Linked DNA regions of Mus musculus: all the other regions are linked to region 4. A link is a contact called in public Micro-C and promoter capture Hi-C data. All regions are on one chromosome and are shown on one strand. Each heading gives the region's core, a stretch centred on a gene start, on an enhancer-like site or on the middle of the called end of the contact. The rest is flanking DNA. Distances are from core to core; before and after follow the strand shown.

Region 1 (2,700 bases), core at 35-2,534, 1.9 Mb before region 4:
CTCTGAGACTGGAAGATACCAGCTTCACTTTAGCCAGCTCAGGCAGGGAAGGCTCAGCTAGGAAGATCCTGCCCAGTATAAGGGCTGATGGTGTAGGGGTTGAATACCCAGTGGTGCAATAGTCCCTGGGACCTCCACTGTGGCTTTGTGTCACAGTGATCAGGGGACAGGAGAGGCCAGAGCAGGGAACTGCTCTGTCCAGGCCTGGCGTGCAGTGGTTTCCTGCTTTACTAAGTGGCCGTTGCTCTGTACTGATGATTCATGATGTTTGGAAAGTGTGGCTGTGCGCTGAACAGGGAAGTGAAGAATAACACAGCCAAGGTCAAGGCAGGACAAGACAGGACAGCGCCATTACCAGCCATGCACTGTGTGGAAGATACAGAGGGTGAGGGCAGTAGTAAATCGAGGTCTGGTGGTCCTTGGCAGAGTGAGCCTGTGCTCCCCCTTGCAGGTTTGCAAGTAGTGGTCACCTGTCTGTCGCTGGAAGCCAGTGCTGGTCTTGGCTGAGCTGGGCAAAAGGAGGAAGTGGAGGGTGAGTGAGTCAGCCTTTGTTTCCTCTCTGAGTCAGGGTCGGCTCCATTTCTGAGGTTGGAGCCAGGGGGCACTGTGTGGCTTTCTGTGGATTCTTTGAACTTGTAGTCAACACTGATGATCTGCCCCTTAAGGCCGCTGCCCCTTCAGTGACCTTTTAGATGAGTAAGGGGATTAAGCTGGATCCTGCAGCCCTACCACTAGCCAGACTCCCCTTTGACTCAACTGGAGCTCTTCCTGTGGTCAACGGACAGAGTCCAGGGATAGGTTTCTGGGGCTGTGCCCAGATCAGGGCATCCTTATGCCAGGAGTCAGCTCTGAAGGGGCAGCTGGGTTTGAGAGTCTCTTCTGGTGATGGGTAGTGAGGTCATCTCCCTGGGCTTCAGTCAATCCTTAGGTTGGTGATGCAGTACTAGGAAGACGAACACATGGTTAGGATGGTCATACCAGGAATTTCCACGGACAGTGCAGAGCTGACTGTGGCGGGTCAGGTACAACCTGTTCTAAGAGCATTCCTTGTGCTCAGAGATGAGATTACTCACCCAATGGAGACTTGGGACTCCTTTACAGAACACTTCTATGTCCCTGGGCCTTGGCGCCTACCCATCATCGCCTTAGATGGTTAGCGCTCTGACCTTCCAGCACATTCTTCTTATTTTTTCTTGCACATTGCATGACCAGGCAGATGGTCGGTTGGTCCTGCTCAGCCTAGCAATGTTGGTGGGGCTATGTAGCTGCAAGTAAGAATGCTGTGAGTTGAGGCAGTTGGAGCTTCTGGTACAGCGATAGGCAGGCCAGGGGCTCCCCTTGCTCTCACGCCAGCTTCCTCTGAACTCTGATTCCAATCGCTTGTCTTTGAGAAACTTCCTCTACCTCGGTAGACAACGTAAAAGATGGTGGCTTTCGATACTACGCACGGCCTCACTAGGGAGTGACTGAAAGTTCAAAGTCCCAGACATGGCCTTGGTGGCCTTTGCTAGGGCCAGGTAAATGTCAGTGGTTCCTCCATGGTGGTGGTATGGGGAGTGTTGATCTAATAACTGCTCACATCTGGGCTGTGTGATGAGCAGGTCCTTGCCTAAGACAGACAATGAGGCTCTTCCTGAGTCCCAGCATGAAGATGCAGCCTTTCTGCCCCTGCTCACCTTACCCAGAGCCTAGCAGCGAGGAGTAGGGCCCCATGGCGGGTTCATCTGTCCTTTAAGCTGTTATTTCCTGGGAGGATGTGGTGGTGGGTGAAGGTCTCCTTCTGGAGATACAAGCTTCAGGTAAAAAGCTGTGTGATTTTTTTTTTTTTTTTTTTTTTTTGAGCAGAATTCCTTGGAGAGTGCTCTTTGCAACCAAACGGAAGAACAAAAGGACAATTCTCAGAAGCACACCAAAAACGAAACCAAATAAAAACCCCATAAAAAATCCCTATGGGGTAAAGGAAATACCAGTCTGATGCCTTTTGTGTCTTGTGTTGGGTCATAAAGGGCAGGCTCTCTAAGAGGTGGTGTCAACAGTGGCAATGTGGCAATGTTTGGACTCCAGAGAGAATGCTCTGGAAAACAATAGAAGGTGACACCCACGTGTCTATGTGACTGGCAGCCATCAGGGACAGCCTCATGGCCAGGGCATGTATGGAGCCTGGGAGAGGCACTGGGCAGGAAGGAGCTCAAAGTTTGCACATGGTCACCGAGAGCTGGCAACTGGGCTTGTCCCTTCTGGGCATGACTGATGTCAGAGGATCTCTGACCTCCACTTAGTCACTAGATACCAGTCTGGAACTCTCTTTGAAGATGAAGTAAACACTCACAGTGCTGATAATAACAGCTGGGTGATGTCACACGGTTATCTGTAGCTTGAAGAGCTGCACCTGGGTGCTGGAGTGACTGACAGGCATCAGACTTTCTGTTCCCTCATGGGCCTTCTGCACGAGGGGCCACAGTTTGGGGGCGTGGTTCAGAGGCTGCTTCAAGGATGGAGCTGAGGATGCGGTGACTTTCACTCTTGTTTCAGGAGGTGACAACATGCCAGGGATGGAGCTGTGCTGTCAACCACAGCAGCTGCGTGTGGCCTGTGGCTGGCAGCTCGGCCTACATGGGTACCTGCCATGAGGCTTGTGGGAGATTTCGGTTCTGCTCTGTGGCTTTGAGCAGCAGGGAAGCCATGGTGTGTGTGTGTGTG
Region 2 (2,700 bases), core at 170-2,669, 1.5 Mb before region 4:
TCTGTGAAATGATGGCCAACGAGGGCAAGACAGTAATTGTGGCAGCACTGGATGGGACCTTCCAGAGGAAGGCTTTCGGCAGCATCTTGAACCTGGTGCCCCTGGCGGAGAGTGTGGTGAAGCTCACCGCTGTGTGCATGGAGTGCTTCCGAGAAGCTGCCTACACGAAGAGGCTGGGTCTGGAGAAAGAGGTGGAGGTGATTGGCGGAGCCGACAAGTATCACTCCGTGTGCCGCCTGTGCTACTTTAAGAAGTCTTCAGCCCAGGCTGCTGGGTCAGACAACAAAGAGAACTGTCTGGTGCTGGGGCAGCCGGGAGAGGCCTTGGCTGTCAAGAAGCTCTTTGCCTCTCAGCAAGTCCTACAATACAACTCTGCCAACTGAGGGGACCTGGGGCCTGCCAGCTCCTACCCAGGTTGGACTCTCAGAGAGCAGGGGGAGCGCGGGCCTATCATTCCTAATGGACACTGTGCCTTGAACGGGCTCATCCATCGTCCACTCGCTGAAGCCGTTTTCAGTTCCCTTCTTGATTGCCAAGATGCCTCAATGCAGGCTGGAGCCCAGACCCTGCCTGGTGGCTAGGGGTCCCGCGTTCAGCCAAAGGTGAGGACAGAGCTGTCCACCATTGTGACACTGGTGGGGCTAGTTTCTTCCTTGTTGGTGGCTGGGTTTCAGTCTCAGAGCCCCACCCTCACCAAGGCTCCAGGCCTCTCACAGCTCCCCCATTTATGCCTAAACATTCTCTCCTCAGAACCCCAGCTCTTAGTGAGCCACTTTTCTTGTGCAAAGTGAACAATATTAAAGTTTACTACTAATGAAAAAAAAAAAAGAGTCAGGCTCTCTCACTGGACCTGGAACTGATCTCAGCCATACTGGCTCATCAGCGACTCGGGGGAGTCGGGGAGGGGGGGGGCGGCGGGGAGATGTGTCTCCACCACGCAGGATGGTAGTTACCTCTCCATGGGATCCTAACTCAGATGTTCATGCTTTCATAACATGCCCTTTTCCTACTGACCAATCTTCTCAGCTCTCATAACTTATTTTCAAAACATAAATCCAGATTTCATTTGTGATCCATTGTTTTAGAGACTTTGTGGTAACTCTTAACATGCACCCTTTTAAAAAGCAGCCATCTGGGGGGATTGCAGGATATCTATGTGAATTTAGGGCCAGCTAGAAAATTTAGGCCCTAGGCCTATTTCCAATCGGGAACTTCGGAACTGGTGTAATACTATGTCTGCAGCAACTCTTTTTACTAAAAACTGTGAGTGGCAGGAGGCATCACACTCCCAACAAAGTTGAAGGAACCTTATGCGGTCCTATGCCGGGCAGGGTATGTGTGGGTGGGAACCTCTCGCCGCGCACGCGCACTCGCGCTTAGGGTGGCCGGCGCACGCGCACAGGTCTACTCCCCGCGAAATGGAGCGGGTGTTGGCGGACGCGCTTCTAACGCAGAGTCGGGAGCCCGGCGAGTTGCTGGGCGCGCTGTGCGGCGGGGAGGCGAGTGCGGAGCGGGCGGAGACCCTGCGCCTGGTGCTGCAGCGGCTGGAGGAGCGCGGCGCGGGCGCCGGCGCGCTGGCCAAGGCGGCACACGAGGTGGCCAGGGACCACCTGGTGCCCTTACTGCACGCGTCCCAGGGCGGAGGGCCTGCGAGGCCCCGCGTGCTCCGAGCGGCGAGTGCGGCGCTGCGCTCGTGCGCGCGCCTGGCAGGACCGGAGCTGGCAGTCACTCTGGCCGAAGAAGCGCTGCGCGAGCTGCCGAGCGCGCCAGCCGTGGAGCTGCTGGCCGCCGTGGCGCCGTGTTTACGCGCGCCGGAGGATGCCCCGCTGCTGCGTCGCCTGGGGCGCGCGTCTGTGGAGCTGGCGCTGGCCGGGGACGCGCCGCCGGCCGTGGGAGCGCGCCTGCTGCCCGCGCTGGCACAGAGCGCAGAACCGGCTCTGCGTGCGGCGTGGGACGCGCTGAGCTCCGCGGGACCGGGAGCTGAGGGCAGCACTGGGCCAGAACTGCTGGTGCTGAGCGCACTGGCCGAGAAGCTGCTGACCAACCATGAGCGCCACGGGGATCTCGACGCCCGTCTCTGCGGCCGCTTCTGGAGAACCGTCCAGGCGGGGCTGGGCCGCGCGCAGGACGGGCTCACGCGAAAGCGCGCGCGCTACCTGCTGCAGAGGGCTGTACAGGTGTCTGCAGAGCTGGCGGTGGACTGCTCCTGCAGCCCCCAGGACACAAAAGGTACCCACTTGTCTCTCTAAAAAACAAAATTGTGTGTGTGTGTGTGTGTGTGTGTGTGTGTGCGCGCGCGCGCGCGTGCCTGTGTAAGTTTATGTGCATCACGTGCGTATGCTTGGGAGGGCATCAAATCCCCTTGAGCTGGAGTTAAAGGCAATTGTGAACTACCTGATGTGTGTGTTGGGAGTCAAACTCCAGTCCTCTAGAAGAACATCAAGTGCTCTTAACCCCTGAACCATCTCTCCAGACTGGCACCTACTTATCTCTTTGCCCCAGCCACACTCTGCTACCTCAAACCAGCCTTCAAGGGGCGTCCACCTCATCCTGAGCGGATTTGACACTTGCATGTGGTACCCTACACCGGCCTCCTCCTGCACTTTGGGAAAAGTGGACCCAGTGAAGGTTAAGATATCGCACACGCGGTAGCATGCTCTGTGTAAAACCAAGCCTGCTCCACGCCTTTACATCCTGATA
Region 3 (2,700 bases), core at 41-2,540, 1.0 Mb before region 4:
GGAAGCCCCACCATGTGGGGCCCAGGTCAAGTGACTCCCTTCCCTTCTCCCACCCTTCCTCCTACTCTGAAACCCCCATAGGCCTGCCTGCTTAGAGGTCACCTGCAGAGAGCAGAGTGATGTCACCACTGTCCCCAAAACAGATCCAAAGAAGCTGTAATAGGTCTACAGTAGGGAAGGGAGTCACAGTCATGAAGGTGACCCATCCAAGGGTCATTGCTAGGTTTCTCGGCCTGGGGTCTCTGGGATGGGGCCAGAAGGAGGCGAACGCTCTTAAGCACAGGATACTCTCCTCATCTCCTGGTCTTGCTGCTCAGTTGCCAGGACAGAAATGTCGGGGACCTACCCTCCCATCAGCTCCTACCTGCTCCTCACAAGGACGGAGAAGTGAATGAGACCCCTGCAGCCTCAAGGTCCAGAGTGTTTGAGACCATTCCCAAAGAGTAACAGCTGCAGTACCCATATCGTGCTCCGGGGTCACCTCACTGGCTGCCGCCACTGCGAGCCACCGCAGGATGCGCCCAGCGGAGGCCTGGGGACGCCGGGGTTTGGGGTAAGGTGGCAGCAGCGGCCCTACCTGTGGTGGAGAGCACGGTGCTGGCGAAGAAGAGCGCCGAGGTGAAGTCCCAATTCCAATTTCCCGAGGCGTTGCTGAGCACCGACACTCCATAATTGCTGGCCTCCAGCACGCGGCCCAGGAACTGCTCCAGCTGCGGCTCCGACAGGCACTCGTGCTCCTCCAGGAAGCGCCGCTTCAGCTTGCGCAGCTCCTGGCGCAGCAGGTCCTCATAAGGCAGCTCCACGGACGAGAAGACCACGGCGCCGAACACCAGGTAGAGCAGGTAGCCCAGCACCAGGAAGCCGAAGCACCAGGCCGAACGGTGCCGCTCCACCAGGCGCACGCACGAGCTGCCGGCCAGGGACTGCAGCATCTTCCCGGCGCCCGCGCTCCGCGCCTCCCGCCGCCGCTCCCTTTCCTGGTTTCGTGCAAATACAAGAGGCCAGATGATGTGGCGGTGACGTGGTGGCCGGCTCAGGTAGCGGGAGTTGGTCGGGCGGAGCGCTCTCACCCACTTGGCGGGAGCTGCTGGCTGCCCGCGCCCCCTACCTGGCTTCCGAAACCGGAAAGTGCAGGTTTGGTGGCGCCAGACCCTGGCCAGGCCACCCGGAGGCTGCCTGGCTCCCTCTTCCCTTCCCCAGTGCAGTCAGCAGGCCTGAGCTGAGAGAGAGAGAGAGAGAGAGAGAGAGAGAGAGAGTGTGCGCGCGCGCGCGCGCGCCACCGTAACCCCCGTCCTAGCTACTTTTGTCCCCCCAGGCATTCCTCCTGATTAAAGCTACTATAGCCAAATACCAAGGGTACAGATAGATCCTGTCTTCCTCTGTCTTGTTGACTGGACAGCTAAGCCATTTGCTGCCCAGACTATTGAAAATACAATGAACCTCTTTCTAAAAAGCTACTTGAATCCTCTCCTGACCCCATCCTCCACCTGGAACAGGAAAACACAGCTTCTGGATTTTAGCCTAAACAATACCCCAAACTTTAAGGACTTCGTGGTCAGGAGACAGAAATGGAAATGTGCGCTAGGGCACGGAGGAACTGATGGTGGATGAGGTTGGGTTCTACATTTCTGCATAGACATGTGCAGCCGTGTGCTTCTAGAGTCTAGCTGTGTGCTTCTAGGGGTGGGGGTGGAGGACCTGACTCTGTGACACTTCCTAGAGAAGGATGACAGTCACATACATAAGACTCAGCATAGCTGTATCCTGTCTTATATATCGTGCCATACATCATACCTATTGTCTTAGGTTTTTATTGCTGTGAAGAGACGCCATGACCACAGCCGTTCTCATAAAGGAAAATATTTACCTGGGTCTGGTTTACGGTTTTAGAGGTTTAGTCTATAATTATCATGACTGGGAACATGGTGGCACACAGGCAGACATGATACTGGAGAAAGAGCGGAGTGTTCTACATCTGGATTGGCAAACAGGAGAGAGAGAGAGAGAGAGAGAGAGAGAGAGAGAAAGAATAAAACTGGGTCAGCGTGAGCATTTAAAACCTCAAAGCTCAATCCCCTGCGACACACTTCCTCCAACAAGGCTACACCTCCTAATAGCGCCACTCCCTATGAGCCTGTGGGGGCCATTTTCATTCAAACCACCACTCCACACACAGAGGTGTATTTTTGTCATTACATGCACATGGAGTCAAGAGTCAGGGACATTCTAAAGGCTCCTAACTAGGGGAATGGGAGCAGGAAAGATGACGTAGTGGTAAAGTACTTGGGTACCCAGACTTGTGGTCAGACACTCAGGACTCGAATTAAAAAAAAAAATGTTGAAGCATCATCATCATCATCATAGCATTATCATTATTATCAATGTCTCCAATGAACTCCGGGAATGGACTCCGGTTGCCGGGACCGTGGTTAGCACCTGGACTGCTGAACCGTTCCCCAGCCAAGATGACATCTGATCTTTAAAGATGAATTTGAAGACTATGCAGACGTAAGCACAGCTGTCTGGAATCTCAAATATGCGAACCGTTTATGCTGTACCCTGTAACAGAACTGTGTCTGCAAAGCAGGCTAACATGTAGAAGTAGAACTGCCTCCAGCAGCTGTTTGTGGGGAAGTAGAGGAGAGAGGTAGCTTCAATTTCTTATATTAAAAAAAAATACTCCTCATCTATGGTAGATGA
Region 4 (2,700 bases), core at 126-2,625:
AACTTCATTCAAATGGCAGAGCTAACAATTCCCGTTTCTGTGTTCCCCCTGGCATCCAAACAGCAATTTTAAATTCTCGGCTGTCTGTCCCAATGGCTACACTCAAGTATACGACCGTGTGTGTACATTATGACAAATGTTTGCACCTAGGGAGGTCCTTCTGTTTTGGAGGCTGTATGACCATGTCGAACTCCGTAGCCCTGGCTGTCCCAGAACCCACCACATAGAGCAGGTTGGTCCTCAACCTGTACAGCTCTTGCTTCCCTCTCTGCAGCTCCAAATATACCCGTCATTCTCCTTGCCCCGGCCCCACTAGTTACTTACTACAAATCACACGTGGAACCGACAGTCTCTGGTTTGTTTCTCTGAGCTGTGTGTGCAAGTGCGTTTGATCCTGGAACTCACTTTGTAGCCCAGGCTGGCCCCAATCTCACAATGATCTTCCTGCCTCTGAGTGCCAGCATTAAAGCCGTTTACCACCGTGCCAAGCTCTATGAGGTTTGAAGGTTTCATAAAAACAAAGAAACAGCAACTAGTGTGTTCGTCTCAATTTACAACACTGAAATCAAACAAAATGCAGATAACTGAGTTGGCAAAGAGGGCTCACGCTAATCACCTTACCACTGACCAGAAGAGGTAGGAGAATCTACTTCCGAGGACTACCGGGCTGCGTCTCAAGACAACAAAGAAAGCCCGTAATAATCCTCATAATTCTGCAGACACTATTGGCAGATTCTAATGTGAGACTTTAACTCCCTGTGCAGCTTCGTTCACGGACTATGCTCTTGAGAGCTTCAGGCCTGAATGCGGATCTGGAACCGAGCCCTGATTACCTTACTTAACCCAGAGGTCTCGAACCGGAACCGGGAGAAATCTCAAGAGTTTAAGGACCGCAGAAAAGCAAAAACAAAGCAAAGCCAGAACCAGGCCCGGCGACTGCAGGAGCCGGTCCCGGAGCAGGCTGCCCGGGGGGCCTTTGTTGTGCCCTCCGCGGCCTCCGGGGAGCAGCAGACCGGGAGCGCGCAGCGGCCGTCCCGGAGCTTGGAGCGGCCCAGCGGCCGTCTGAGCTTCCGTTTCCTCCTCCGCGGGACCGAGGTGGCCGAGGCAGCCCCGGAGCGCTGCCGGCGGGCCCGGACAGGCAGGTGGAGCTGCGCGCGCGCAGGCCGGCGACGCGCGCCCCGGGCGGAGCCGCGAGGAGGAGGGGAGGGCGGAGGAAGCGGCGCGCCCGCCCGCTAGGCCCGGCCCGCCGCGTGCGCGCGGCCCCCGCCCTCTCCGCCCGCGCGCCGGGTCGCCGGGGCCGTGGTGTACGTGCAGCGCGCGCGGAGCGAGTGGCGCCCGCAGGCCCGCGCCCTGCCCGCCCGCCCCGACGCAGCCGGCTGGGCCCGCCCGCCCAGGGCGCTGTGCGCCGCGCAGGCCGCGCTCTCTCCGGCGCGATGCGGCGCTAGGCGGCCCCGGGCAAGGCAGGCGAGGCCAGGGCGCGCGCGGCCTCCCGCAGCGGGCGGCGGCCCCGGGCGGGCGCCCCGACGGCCCCGCCGCCGCCCCGCTCCCGGCCCGCGGCCCGCCCTGCCGCGGCCATGGCCAGTGACAGCGGCGGGCCCGGCGTGCTGAGCGCCAGCGAGCGCGACCGGCAGTACTGCGAGCTGTGCGGGAAGATGGAGAACCTGCTGCGCTGCGGCCGCTGCCGCAGCTCCTTCTACTGCTGCAAAGAGCACCAGCGCCAGGACTGGAAGAAGCACAAGCTGGTGTGCCAGGGCGGCGAGGCCCCCCGCGCGCAGCCCGCGCCGGCGCAGCCCCGCGTCGCGCCCCCGCCCGGTGGGGCCCCCGGAGCCGCGCGCGCCGGCGGGGCGGCCCGGCGCGGGGACAGCGCGGCGGCCTCGCGCGTACCGGGCCCGGAGGACGCGGCGCAGGCCCGGAGCGGCCCCGGCCCAGCAGAGCCCGGCTCCGAGGATCCTCCGCTTAGCCGGTCTCCGGGCCCCGAGCGCGCCAGCCTGTGCCCAGCGGGTGGCGGCCCCGGGGAGGCGCTGAGTCCCGGTGGAGGGCTGCGGCCCAACGGGCAGACCAAGCCGTTGCCCGCGTTGAAGCTGGCTCTGGAGTACATCGTGCCGTGCATGAACAAGCACGGCATCTGCGTGGTGGACGACTTCCTGGGCAGGGAGACCGGGCAGCAGATCGGCGATGAGGTGCGCGCCCTGCACGACACCGGCAAGTTCACGGACGGGCAGCTGGTCAGCCAGAAGAGTGACTCTTCCAAGGACATCCGGGGGGACCAGATCACCTGGATCGAGGGCAAAGAGCCCGGCTGCGAAACCATCGGCCTGCTCATGAGCAGCATGGACGACCTGATCCGCCACTGCAGCGGGAAGCTGGGCAACTACAGGATAAACGGCCGAACGAAAGTAAGTGGCTGGGGCTCTTGCGACCGGAGGAGGGTCTGTGAGGACCACCCCCCGCCCCCGCAGACCCGGGGCCCGGCGCTCTGTCTTAGCGTGGCTCCTTTTGTCCTTGTACTGTCTGCCACAGTGCACAGTGCAGAGCCTGCCGGAGCCCTGGTCACTCGTGGGGGTCGTTGGGGTACCAGCTACACCGGGTCTGGGTGATGCATCTTATCTTGCCTGTGTGCCTGAGCTAGTTAAAAGCCCCGCGGTTTTTAGCGCGCACCCGGCTCTGATTGAGAGCCAGACACTGTGTTTAGCTAGGACT

Evidence for each region. Promoter capture Hi-C pulls out the DNA fragments that hold promoters and counts their contacts. A called contact is a pair of places that touch in the nucleus more often than the background predicts.
Region 1: a contact with region 4 is called in a promoter capture Hi-C map of pre-B cells, with 6 times the contacts expected there. The contact joins the promoter of A630001O12Rik here to the promoter of Egln1 in region 4. A contact is called at or near these places in 1 of 39 promoter capture datasets (pre-B cells), 1 of 484 Hi-C or Micro-C datasets (B cells) and 1 of 115 datasets of contacts at active chromatin or transcription factors (pancreatic cancer cells).
Region 2: a contact with region 4 is called in a Micro-C map of embryonic stem cells, with 13 times the contacts expected there. The contact joins the promoter of Tarbp1 here to the promoter of Egln1 in region 4. A contact is called at or near these places in 3 of 39 promoter capture datasets (the C10 cell line and liver), 2 of 484 Hi-C or Micro-C datasets (both in embryonic stem cells) and 1 of 115 datasets of contacts at active chromatin or transcription factors (pancreatic cancer cells).
Region 3: a Micro-C map of embryonic stem cells shows a contact between it and region 4, with 2.1 times the contacts expected there. The contact joins the promoter of Kcnk1 here to the promoter of Egln1 in region 4. A contact is called at or near these places in 1 of 39 promoter capture datasets (stem cell-derived epiblast-like cells), 1 of 484 Hi-C or Micro-C datasets (embryonic stem cells) and 1 of 115 datasets of contacts at active chromatin or transcription factors (embryonic stem cells).

The regions. Positions count from the first base shown.
Region 1 is chr8:126,847,604-126,850,303 of GRCm38.p6, reverse strand. A630001O12Rik (RIKEN cDNA A630001O12 gene) reads right to left here and starts at 1,284. Exons shown (of 2, transcript NR_151740.1): 1 at 1,074-1,284; 2 at 1-943. All of the region lies in intron 1 of Gm31718 (a long non-coding RNA gene), which reads left to right.
Region 2 is chr8:126,473,784-126,476,483 of GRCm38.p6, reverse strand. It overlaps Tarbp1 (TAR RNA binding protein 1), which reads left to right and starts at 1,419. Exons shown (of 30, transcript NM_001159907.1): 1 at 1,419-2,229. The coding sequence starts at 1,419. It also overlaps the pseudogene Gm6091.
Region 3 is chr8:125,993,692-125,996,391 of GRCm38.p6, reverse strand. It overlaps Kcnk1 (potassium channel, subfamily K, member 1), which reads right to left and starts at 1,290. Exons shown (of 3, transcript NM_008430.2): 1 at 578-1,290. The coding sequence starts at 932.
Region 4 is chr8:124,947,929-124,950,628 of GRCm38.p6, reverse strand. Egln1 (egl-9 family hypoxia-inducible factor 1) reads left to right here and starts at 1,375. Exons shown (of 5, transcript NM_053207.2): 1 at 1,375-2,396. The coding sequence starts at 1,575. Gm46060 (a long non-coding RNA gene) reads left to right here and starts at 2,404. Exons shown (of 2, transcript XR_001778719.2): 1 at 2,404-2,700.